Regions from separate parts of the Anas platyrhynchos genome. Here region 1 is linked to region 2. Evidence: chromatin contacts called from public Hi-C data. All regions are on one chromosome and are shown on one strand. Each heading gives the region's core, a stretch centred on a gene start, on an enhancer-like site or on the middle of the called end of the contact. The rest is flanking DNA. Distances are from core to core; before and after follow the strand shown.

Region 1 (5,762 bases), core at 1,079-3,578, 36 kb after region 2:
TCAACCACATTGCTAATTTAAAATCCCTAAGTAGTTAAGGGTGAAGGAGACTCCATGTAACACTGTACTTACGTTTTTTTCTGACAACTCCAGGGGGTGGCTGGGCAGCAACTCACTTCTCACACTTGTAAAGCTAGAAACACAAGGAAGATTTGAACTTCAAAAACTTAATAAGGATACCAATTTAAGTTGCATTCCAAACTAACCCCAGATACAAGTATCAATCCTCAGAGACACAAGACCCGACCGTTTGAACTATTAAAAAGAATTAATGCTTGATGGTGAAAAAGACAATAAGAGCTATCTACAGCACTGTCAGAAGACCAAAAAAAAAAAGTTAAATTTCAGGCCTATTTTTTCCTCAGGTTTTAAGTTCAACAAAATAGAGCAACAGTTGTTCTTGTCTCCTTTCAGAAAAGGAAAGCCATTATATCACACTGGTGTGGTAACACTGCTGTTCCAGCTACAAGTACAGAGTACGGCACTGTATGGGCTGCTGCCGGGAAAGTTAGCATTCCAGCCAGAGCCAGTACATTAATAAATGACAACCGTATAGGTTTAGTTATGTCCCAAATACATATCTGATTTTAAAAGTCTCCAAGCTTTTGCAGCTGAAATATATGGTGTGTTTTCGGCATACTTAGATACACTGATTTCGATAGATTAATTTTTGTATCAGTGCTGAAATTAACAACTTCATGCACTGCTACAGAACACTTTTATACATGTATATTACTACTAGGATATATTTCATATTGATTAACATTCAGACATCACTTTTCTAAAAGGGAGCAAACGGGTAGAAATCCATTAATACTACCTAGATGTTAAAGTGATGTTCAACAAATTTTAAGCATGAAGGACAATCTGACTAAACACATGGCCTTTAGGCTACGGCATCTGAAAAACACCTGCCAAGAACCTTCTTTAAAAACCAAATGTTTAATACATGCTTTCTTCTTTTATCTGAAGTTCAACATCAGCTATAGCACAATTTAACAACAATAAGCAAAGCGTACCCCCTGCGCAGAAGATCATGACCTTCAAATGATCCAGAAGCTGAAAAATCAGTAATTGGGATACTGTCCTTCAACAGAGAAGCAGCTCCTCTGGAATCCTGGAACACAAAGTGAGGATTACTTTAATAGAACCAGCCTCCTTTTGCATACGCTCTTAAGACCAAGTAAATGAAACAAATTGCTAAAAGGCTTCCCAAACTACTCACACGCAAGCCTTAGACTTCACAGTCCCTTTACAAAAAACTTCCAATAAGTTCTTTCAGAGAGTCTAATGACAGCTAAAGGTAATGATGAAAAAATTGGGGGTTCTGGTTAAAATAGAATTTCACAACTACCCCTTGTTTGTTCCCACCCCGGGCTGTGGGGATAGAAAGGAAGATGGCAAATCATGCTCAGCTGATGGAGCATACATCTGTGAGCATTTATTTACTTCAGTACAGACACAATCACGTAAGATCTAATTGAATATGGACAAATGGTTTAAGGCTCACATAAAGAGAAGTTGTGCTCAAACATTCTGGTACGTTAGTTCATCGAAAGAACAAAGATGAAAGAGTAACTTGTAGCAGAAGATGAGAACACCACACCTCCACTGATATACAACGTAAGGCCATCTTAACCCACACCGCTAACTTAAAGCTAACCTGTTTGGTTTTACGGAGGTGATTTTCAGATTGTTCACACAACGTGCCTCAGCAAAAAAGCACCGAATAATGGCCAAAAACCTAATAGTTATTAGAAAACCCCTAAAACAGCTGTTATAATATGCATAACAGCTGTTATAATAAGCATAAATACATATGGACTTGGGGTGCTGGTTGACGAGAAGCTCGACATAAGCCGAAAAGATCCAATTACAGCCCAGAAACCCACCCACACCCCGTGCTGCACCAACAGCAGCGTGGCCAGGAGGCTGAAGGCGGGGATTGTCCCCCTCTGCTCTGTGAGCCCCCCCCCCGGAACCCCAGGCCCCTCAGGAGGGCTGGGCCCCCCCCCAGGAGCCATCCCCGAGGCCCCACCAAGGCCGCGCCGCCGCCGTGACTCAGCACAGCCCCACCACCGCCCAGCGGGGCAGCCCGAGGGCCGGGGCAGGCCGTGAGGCACCCTCCATCCCCTCAGGGAAGGGAACTGAGGCGGCGGAGCCACCCCCGGCCCCTTCCCCCCGCTCCCGGTGCCGCCGCCCCGCCCGCCCTCCGCGCTCACCATCTTGGCTCCCCGCTCCCGGCCACTTCCGCCTCCTCCCCCCCGCCACTTCCGCCCCGCCCCGGCACGCGCGCGGGGAGGGCCGGGGGGCGGGGCCTCGGGGCTGGGGGGCGGGGCCTAGGGGCTGGGGGCGGGGCTTGGAGGGGGCGGGGCTGCTGATGGCGGCCGGTGGAGGGGCCGCCATGATGGGGGCGCCATTATAGGGCAGGCATTGGGGTGGCCATTAGATGTGTGGCCATTAGGTGTGTGGCCATGCCAGGCCATTAAGTGCTGCGAGGGGCGAGTGCTCCCTGTTTCACCCCTCTATGGCCATTCCTGGGTCCCTCCAGCCCTGGTGCCATGAGATCACACCAAGGCAGCGATGCTTGATGTGATGCTGGCGGGGAAATATGGCCTCAGGGGAGACCCCTGACGGGCAGCACAAGATGAATGTGGGGTGTCAGGGTGTGCTGCCCACCCCGGGCAGCCCTCAGCTGACCGCTGCACCAAAGGGGTTTTGAAAACTTCAATAAAGGCTGCTGTGTTAGTGGGCGTTAATAGCCACAATAATATGGTGACTCCCTTAAGGTTAACTTCTACTTAAAGAAGTCTAAAAGGCTTCCTGGAAGTCATAAAGGTTGCCACAGGTTTTGCTGCAAGGCTCCAGATGTGCAGCTGGCCTATCTACTTTACCTATTTCTTCTGGGACTTGTAGTTCACTGAAGCCCTTTACAGTTTTACCCCAAATTGACATGGCACTATAAGTTTAATACGTGACAATTAAACATTACATCGTGTACACACAAAAGAATGATATCAACAAGAGAACATTATATATGTTTTCATGGCACGCAACTTTGCATAATAGTTTCTCGGATATGCGTACCCTTTAAACTATTTTCCTCTTTCTTGAGCAAAATCAGATCACCACTTAGAAAAAAAAAACACGATCAAAGTTCTGGCCCTTTGTGTTAAGGTCTGAAGCTTAAAGCACAGACTTCAAAAGAATGGGAATGGAGGTTTGGGCTTTTTAAATCAGTTTTAGGAAAATGGGTACCACAAAGGTTTCTCTGATCTTATAATGGGTACTCAGATATTGTGGTGCTGGATTCATTATTATAGAACAGACGTGAATACAGAAAAACAAGTCAAGTTCCTGTTTAACTGCAGCGTACAGAAAAGCTAGGTTTGTCACTAAATGTATTTATTTATTGACTGAGTTTGTTGATCAGGATATGACTAGAGATGAAACATTTAACTTTCAAAGTCATTCTTGCAGGACACAGACAGGATACGGTCACTCCATGTACATTTTTGACATCACTGCAATCCAGTCGAGGCTGCATAACATAAAAGAGCGTACATTGCAAGAAAGATCTGGTTTTCCTTTAAAGACAGGCTTTCACGCTAGGGAAAACTTCCAGACATAAACACAAATCGTGCACATATTTTCTCGTCAAATTATCAAGTATTTCAGATTTGAGGAAGGCTTCTTTTAATGAATCTTACAGCAAGCATCTCAACGGCAGATGGCTGTAGTAGTATCTCATTCCTATCTGTGGCTCTGCTGCAACTTAACACGAGTTACATGAGCGATTGTCAGGCTGACCAAGCCTTTGATGAAAAAAAAAAAAAAGAGCGTGTGGTGAATGATGAGTGCTTCAGCTACCCAGAAGCAGCAGGTATGGCTGTCCTCAATGCTGCAGATGTTTTCAAGGCTGCCCCAAAGCCAGGCTCACCGCAGCACAGACGGCAGCCCGCAGGCATGGCCCCAGGCATGAAGCTGGGCTGCAGAGGCAAGTCGCTGGCCTGCAGCTCTGTCTGTCTGTCTGTCTGTCTGTTATAAGGCATCTTCCAGGCTGATGGTAACGGCATGGAAAGTGGGATGCCGCTCAAGAGGCCGTTCTTTTAGTGTTTGTGGACACTCTAAAATTAGGGTGGAAATAACTACCGCTCCTCTAAAATTACTATTTTTGCAAAGTTGAGGTGGTGAACTCCACATGTTGCTCTTAAAGATAACCTGAAAATTATTATTTTTTTTAAGAATAATTTTTTTTTCCAATGTTTTTCATAGGAAGGTCTGAAATGTGTGAATGTTTTAAATTCTTTTCTGCATGTTTTTTACCTCAACATTTTTGGAATGTCAAATATGGTCTCTTTGATTTAGCTGGGGAACTTCCCTAAGGTTTCAAGAGATATATAGACCATGAATTGTTTTACCTTTTAGAAATGGGGAAAGTACCTACACTTAAAAAAAAAAAAAATACTTTGCTTCAAATGCTCGTTTAGCGATTAAATTGGTATTAACAAACATAAAACCTCATTAAGCTGGGTTTTAGGCAGTCTGACTGAAGGTAAATTCCTGTTTCAATTACTTAGCTGTTTCCTGCCTGGATCCCAGTATGGCATCATTTCACACGAGGTCTATAAGGTCACATCGAAGCACAGGGGAAGAGACCTTCCAGGTGGATTGGAAACTTGTGATGACAGAGGTATATCAGGGCCAGCTGGACAAAGGCTGGAATATCCAAACTTCTACCCAGACCCATGGAAGCCAGCTCCTACCTGGGAACTCTACTGCTATGTTACAACAGTTTTTAAGCTAATATATCCTGCCCCTCCAGTAAAATAAGTGGTAATTTTTACTTCTCCCATTCCCAGAGATTTTTTTTTATTTTTTTATTTTTTGTGAAAGGATGGAAGATACAGAAATACCCATTTATGTACAGCGTCAGTCCTACTTATTGAAAACAAAAGGAGTATGTTGTCCGAGGAAACGTGCCTTTTATCCATAACCTTTAATATTGATGCAGCTTTGTCTCTTTTCAAAATATAATTCTTTTGACGTATCAGTGGGCAAGCTGTTCTGAGTACGTGAACCTCTACCAGCAGAAAACCTTTATCCTGTGGTTCTGGGAAACTCTTTCCCTGGTTTCTGTCAACAGCCAGCTATAACCTGTTAAAGTGAAAGTACTTTTTATTTGTTTTTAATCAAATCAAATAAACACATTTTCTTTGATCTTTAAGAAGTCCATTCTTGTTAACTTGCTTTATACTTTCATGTTTTGTCATTCATTGTAAATCTAATTATTTAAAAAATTATTTTGTTTTAAATTATTAAACCTTTTCTGAATTAAGATAAACAGGGGCATGTTTTGTTAAAGATTAAAAATAAATTTCACACAAAACTGCAAAACGTAGCAAAGATAATAATGTGTAGGCGTCAGAGTGTTCCAAAACAAGACTCTCTAGGGGCTCTTCTGAACACACGGCTACGTTAAAACCATGTTCTGAAAAGGCTCAGGAAACCCCTGACTCTAACCCACCCTTTCCTGAAGCTGGTGAAAGTATTTAGAAAAAAAAGTTACTGTTGCAGGGGGAAAAAAATAAAAGGAATCTCACATATTGCCAAAGCAGATGATTTTTTCCTGTTTGTTTACCAGCAAACTCTACAGCTTGCGGGATTTTCTTGAGTCAAAACTTACCCATCCTCATCACTCACATGCAGCAAGCAGTCCAATATATGACAAAAAAAAAAAAAAGTTCATTGTTATCTCCCAA
Region 2 (6,182 bases), core at 2,095-4,594:
TTCTGCTCTCCTCCAAATAGTGCCATGCCAGCATATCAGATATAATGCGGTTGCTATGGAATTCAGCTTCCCTATTGCTGTGAAAGGCTCTTGCTCGTTTAGCAGCATGCTTCTCAATGGCCAGGGCTTGGAAGTGTCTCCAGCATCTGGCACACCAGAGGCAGCTGCTGGTGCCTCTTCAGGTCTTGATGACCCAATTCTCATTTTCCATATGGCTTCTGACCAAACAACCGCCCATCATTTTTCTTTTTTTCCTCTTTTCTTTATGAAGCGTGATGAGCTACTAAAGATTTTTGAACAGAAATTTCCATTTTTGGAAAGGGAAAAGGCATAAATGCAATCTGTAGCTTTGCTTGCTACCAGGCTGCTCACTGCCACCGAATGCATTTCTGCAAACGCCATGGCACCCTTTGCTGCTTACTGAGCCCGATCTCTGAATTGATGCTGGAGGGTTTCAAAACTGATTCGTGACTGCTACATTGTTGGCTGCCAGGGAAAATATAGCATCCCACTGGGTCAAAGGAACCAGCAGCCTCACCAAAGGAAGACCAGACACAGTGGACTGCCTCTTGCATATCACTGCAGAGCTGCCTGTGAAACCAGAAGAAAACTGGAGGCTGTCAGGGGACATTTACTCAAACTTTCAGGGTCAAAATATCAGGCTCCAACCCAAAATGTGTAAAAGTGATGCCCTCTAGCACTAGGCTAGCACTCATTTCAGCAAAAGAGAAAAACCTTCAGTTGGTAAGCATCTGTGTGACTAGAGAGCACTGATTTTTTCATAGAAGAGATAGGAAATAGTTAAAGTAATGTAAATGTTTTTTTATTAAATCACAACAACAAGAATAATCCTTATCTTACAAAACAAGTTGGACCTGTTTGAGCGAATAACGAGTTGGCAAACCAGGGTGAAGCTTAGTGATGCCTGCCAGCCGCCCACAGGCTGGGTGGTGTTGGTCAGAGGAGGAGAAATCCTTCTCCTGCTGGGGCTGAACCTGGAAAACATGATTCGGAAGAACACCTCGGGATTTGCTTGTTACAGCCTAGGCAGGTCAAAAGTAAGATTTGGAATATTGGAATGGGGTATCTTCCAATCTGCCCCATCAAAACAATACAGGAGGATGGAAAACCCTGTTAAAAAAGGGACTTCAGTGAGTGCTGAGCTCAAAAGTATGTTCAGTGTCTTCTAATCTCTGGGAAGATCTGTGGGGGAGGACAGGGCTGTCCTGGGAGATGAGGGCATGTGGTTACACATCGTTGTGGTTAGTTAGGCAGCCTGCCATGAGGCCAGGAAAGCCCCGAATTCCCCAAAGCAGCTAACTCCCATGGGGAGCCACTGCACTGCTGCAGAGCATGAAAAAATCTTCCAGCAATCTGCTGGTGTAGGAGGGTCCTCATCAGCCCCCCAGCTTGGGCATTGAGGAGGCACAGATACATTTAAAATGCAGATTTGCATTCTGATGCATGAAAGTACACATAACACCGGCTATTTAAGGTGGAAAAGAAAGAACCTGTGTGGCCTAGCATTTTGTTTGTACACAAAAACTGTGTCAGCACCATGGAGGCTGGTGCGTGCATGTGATCTCCCAGCAGACCTCATGGTCCTCTGTTTAGAAAAAAAATAAGAACCCCCCCTCCTGTACTGTCCCTGGGAGATTTTTAATTTGGATTTCTTCCCTCCCTGAAATCCCCTCTTCACCAGGGGAGGTGGTATTTAAGCGCTCTGATGTTTGCCAGCTTATGCCCAGCACAAGGACCTAGAAATACCTGTGTGAATATTTATAACAGCATGGGAAAACGGCAAAAATAATAAATCGCATTAGGAAGGTTCCATCAGTCACCTAGAGTGTCCCGTTCCCTTTTTACTGAGTGTGCTGGTGGGCTTGTGCTCGCCAAAGGGCAGCCAGGGCTTCAGAGGAGCTGTGCATCCTGAGCCGCGCATCCTCTGCCGGCGCAGCACAGGGAGGCGGTGTTGCATTGCCCGAGCTGAAATCCTCTCCGTTTCCCCTCATAACTCAAGTCACTCTTAGAACTGATTCAGAGCAAAAGTCTTTATTCAACCTTCTTTGTTTTACCAGTGGGAGCTTTGTGTTTTCCTGCCCTATTTGGAACAATGTGCTGGGTAATACTTCAAAGTCATTTGGAAAAAGAGAATGTGTGTATCGAGCCCTGAAACTCCTGCAGAATAAAGAGAATTTGGGAACAGGGTTGTGGTTTTTGTGTTTTGTTTTGTTTTGTTTTCAATGTAGATTATGTTATCCGGTTGACGGGGAATTGTTACTGACAGCTTCAGGGATGGAAATGTGTTTGCTGTGGATTAGACAGACTTTATTGCTCCTGCTCCTAATCACATCAGTGTTAATGAATGGAAAGTTTGTTTTGCAGTTGGGAAACCAATTAATCTAACTCTAACACTCTAGAAACAGGACTCCACTGTAAATCTGTTGCCAGTGCTCCCCTGATGAGGCGTGGTGAGCAACAAGTGCTGTCAGAAAGTGTTTCATTCACCGCTGTAGCAGACTCTGCCCTAAGATGCATGCGCTGCTGCTGTATGAATGGCACTCCAAATCTTGAATCATTCATCACAGGAGTCTGCAAATGAAGAACCCAAACTCTGGGGGCTCTCCAGAAGTACTTCCTGAAGTTTGGCTAATCACACGAATTTTTCATTTGGAGTTTGTAATACCTTTGTAGTTGATAATACCAAATGATGCTTTAAGGATATCAGAGGTCGTGCAGCTCCCTGTGACACATTTGCTACTTCTTGTTTTCCTGGAATTATTCAGCCTTTGTTTCTCTTGCAGTACATGTGTGTATCAGGACTGACACAGCAGATAGAGGAACCGCAGAGCTGGGCGTCGTTGGACTTCATGTTCTTCTTCAAGGTCTCAGGGAAGAAAACTGAGATACTGAGATGAGAACCAGCCTTTGGCTCACAAACTATGAATAAGAAGATTTTGTTTTGTTTCTTGCAGTTTGGTTAATTTGTACTCAGCTAATTAAAAATCACCCTTCGCAAAAATAAATCCCATCAATGACTTAATGCCAGACCACAAAACAGGATGTGTAATAATCCATCTAATCCTTTATTCACCTGGAGGGGGAAAAAAATCACATTAAACCAAAAAAACACCGTGATGCTCTTTGCTGAGGCTTGTTTACCTGCAGGCCCTGAAGTTTCAACATTCTTGTTTAAACAAGTTTCACTCCTTGGGAGAAGGCAAATCAAATGCTGTTCTCGTGACTATTCCCACCAGAGAGTGGTGGGACATGGGACATGGGACATGCTGAGTGTTTTTCCATGTACCTCCTCCCCGTCTATGGCCACCCAGACCCACTCCTCAGATCTGTGAGGCTACGTGGGCTAGTACTGCTGAGCTGCCTTTCCAAATCGATGCTGCAAAGCCCCAAATCAGGTGTGGAAAGCAGCAAACACAAACCATTGATCTTTCTGCTCACTGTGTGCCTGTGTCACCCATGTCCAGCTCTGCCGTAGCTGCTAGAAGTCAAGGTATCATTGACTTGAGGGTGGACAGAGAAATGAGATTGTGGAGGCACCTTTGGTTGTGCAACCTGCATCTGGTTATAATTTCTAAAAGGTTCAACTTTGTGTTTGAATCTCCGGCCAGTTCTCTTGCTTTTCAAAGAAGTGTTTTGCACAGAAAAAAATATAAATCCCTGATTCCTAAATTCATCGCTTTCTCCTGTCTCATGGCCACAGCTGCTTTGTAACCTGGAAACCCATCTGAATTTCCTAACTGATAATTTTGTCACGTATTAGCATAATGGTTCACATAAATAGACTGCTTGAATATGAATGCAACCATTGCTGCCACTCTTCACCTGCAGCAGGCATGACGAACGCAGTGGGTCTGTTAGTGATTGTTCATCTTCTTTTGCTCAGCCTTTGCAAAACCTTTTATTTTATTTTATTTTATTTTATTTTATTTTATTTTATTTTATTTTATTTTATTTTATTTTATTTTATTTTATTTTATTTTATTTTATTTTATTTTATTTTATTTTATTTTATTTTATTTTATTTTATTTTATTTTATTTTATTTTTGAGAAGGGATCTTACTGTAAGCAGCAGTGTCCTGATATACCATGTTGTCCCAAAGATGTTGCCATGGCCAAAAGATCCGACCTGTCTTTTTAGGTAAGAGTTTAAGATAAATCAACAGCCAATGCAGGTAGTATTGCTGTTTCTCCATTGGAAATAAAAATCTGAAAGTAAAAAAAAAGTGCTGAGATATTTATACTGCTCACCTTCAGGGTTTCTTTATAAGATCACATGTTGGGCATGGTGTGCAAGTAGGATTCTGAGGCAGCATTTCTCCTCCTGCTCCTGAATGTTTATTATTCCCCTTCCTGCCTTCATACGTGCGTTTTCACAGATTCACTGTAAGAGAACTGCCTGTGTGCCATTCAACAACCAATTCTAGCACTGCAACGTGTGCTCCAGAGTGTCTGCCTGACACTGCTCTCACATCCTTTCGAGATGTATAAAGGCAACAAGAATAGCACCAGATGGCAATGGGAATGGAAATGATACGATGTACGTACGTGATGCGATTTTCTTTTTTTTTTTTTTTCTTGTGAATAAAGCATCTTGTGAAAAGAGGAATTAGATGCAGTATTTATAACAGCCCTTCATAAACATCCCCAAATTCTAAGCAGAAGACAAAAGGCATGAATCATATCACAGCAGGCGCTATAGCTGGGGAAGTGGCCTTTATGAAGATTGCTTCCGTAATTTGGGCTCCAGAATGAAAGAGAGCTGCTCTTACGAGATCTGTAGGAAGTTGATAATGGCTTATTTAATTGTAGTATCACTAATAAAATCTGGGTTTTCATCAAGAACATTTCCTTAGCTAAAAATGCCACGATTCTTCAAGCTGTGGTTTGATCCTGTTAATTTTGTCTATAAATGATATAAAGCCAAAAAGGCAGATTGGGACATTATAGTTTCCTTTAAAAGGAAACTTTTAGGCTGTGGCTGCAAGCTATGCTTTACAAGAAGGTAAAACCCATAGTAAGTGATTTGGTAGGCAGAAATAAAACAATTACTCATAAAACTGAAATTGGAAAGCGTGGAAAATTATTCTCTATAAATAAAAGAGGAAGAGGGACTAAGAGGGACTATGCTGTTCTCTGTATGACTCGACAGCTGAGTATCTCCCATCAATTGACAAGAATTAAAGGTGATTCTCCTGCATCATTTTCCTTGGTTTGGTGATAATTTTGAGTTCTTACTCTAGAACAGCAGTTGGCCTCACTGAACTTGCATTACAGTGTTTGTACCAGAAGAATATCACCACGTTCATAATACTCAAGTAGAGAAAATCCTGAAATTGAAAGGATTTCAATAAGGCTGTAGGTCAAGTGATCTGAAACAACTTGTGATGACTATACTAAATATTATAAGACCCTCTCTATCCCCAGCATTGATGGATACCAACTATCAAATCAAAGGGATCTATATATACCAATCACTTTCTGATGGAGCTGGTTTCTGGCATCTACACTAGAAAAAAATGTTGAAATAAATATAAGTTAATATTAGAATTTAAATGTAAAGTATTGTTATACCTGTCTTCCCCACTAATAAATAGCAAAAAAAAAAATATATATGACAAAGATGAGAGTAAATCTCAGGTGATGCAGTGATGCCAGCTCTGGTTTATACCTAGATTTTTCCTTCTGAAAGCAGGTAGTGATTTTTTGTAAAGCCAACAGTTAGGGGCATTAGTGAGCTGTGCATTTTGTTGCACCCAGAGAGCTGCCAGATGTTCCCTGTTATACCTACAACCACGGGCCAGTAGCTCCTGTAAATTACAGGGCGATGCAGGGCAGCAATGGCCAAATACCCAACAACCAGGTGCTGATTTTACTATGATTATCACTGTGTCCATGATGCTGTCATTGTGCCCACTTTTTGTGTGCCCTGCATGGCTAAATTTGGTGTTTCCTTACTTTTGTGTCAGCCATCCCCAGTGCAGAGTCCACAGCTGGACCCAGAAGATGCACAGAGGGTACAAAAGATGTATGCACCACAAGGGTGAAGAAACTCCTCTTCTTGCATGTAGACATTTAGCCTCAGTGGCTAAGCTACGGGAAGGCCAGGAGGAAAAGGAGGCAATGAGATGCTAATGGGAATAAATATATCGCCAAGAGGACA

The links. Hi-C and Micro-C count contacts between places; a contact is called where the count stands out from the background.
Region 1: a contact with region 2 is called in a Hi-C map of F5 follicle, with 2.5 times the contacts expected there. The contact joins the promoter of POMP here to the enhancer-like site in region 2. A contact is called at or near these places in 4 of 8 Hi-C or Micro-C datasets (F1 follicle, F5 follicle, liver and 1 more).

The regions. Positions count from the first base shown.
Region 1 is chr1:185,291,002-185,296,763 of IASCAAS_PekinDuck_T2T, forward strand. It overlaps POMP (proteasome maturation protein), which reads right to left and starts at 2,329. Exons shown (of 6, transcript XM_027469728.3): 1 at 2,223-2,329; 2 at 1,020-1,117; 3 at 73-133. The coding sequence starts at 2,225. LOC140001499 (a long non-coding RNA gene) reads left to right here and starts at 2,401. Exons shown (of 2, transcript XR_011806743.1): 1 at 2,401-3,387; 2 at 4,581-5,230.
Region 2 is chr1:185,253,562-185,259,743 of IASCAAS_PekinDuck_T2T, forward strand. No RefSeq gene overlaps it. Among named protein-coding and RNA genes, the nearest start is that of SLC46A3, 14 kb to the right of the region's middle. Within about 2 kb of position 3,345, at least 3 of the 8 cell types and tissues checked have an H3K27ac peak or open chromatin away from gene starts, as enhancers often do. A contact at or near this core is called in F5 follicle, where this site is marked.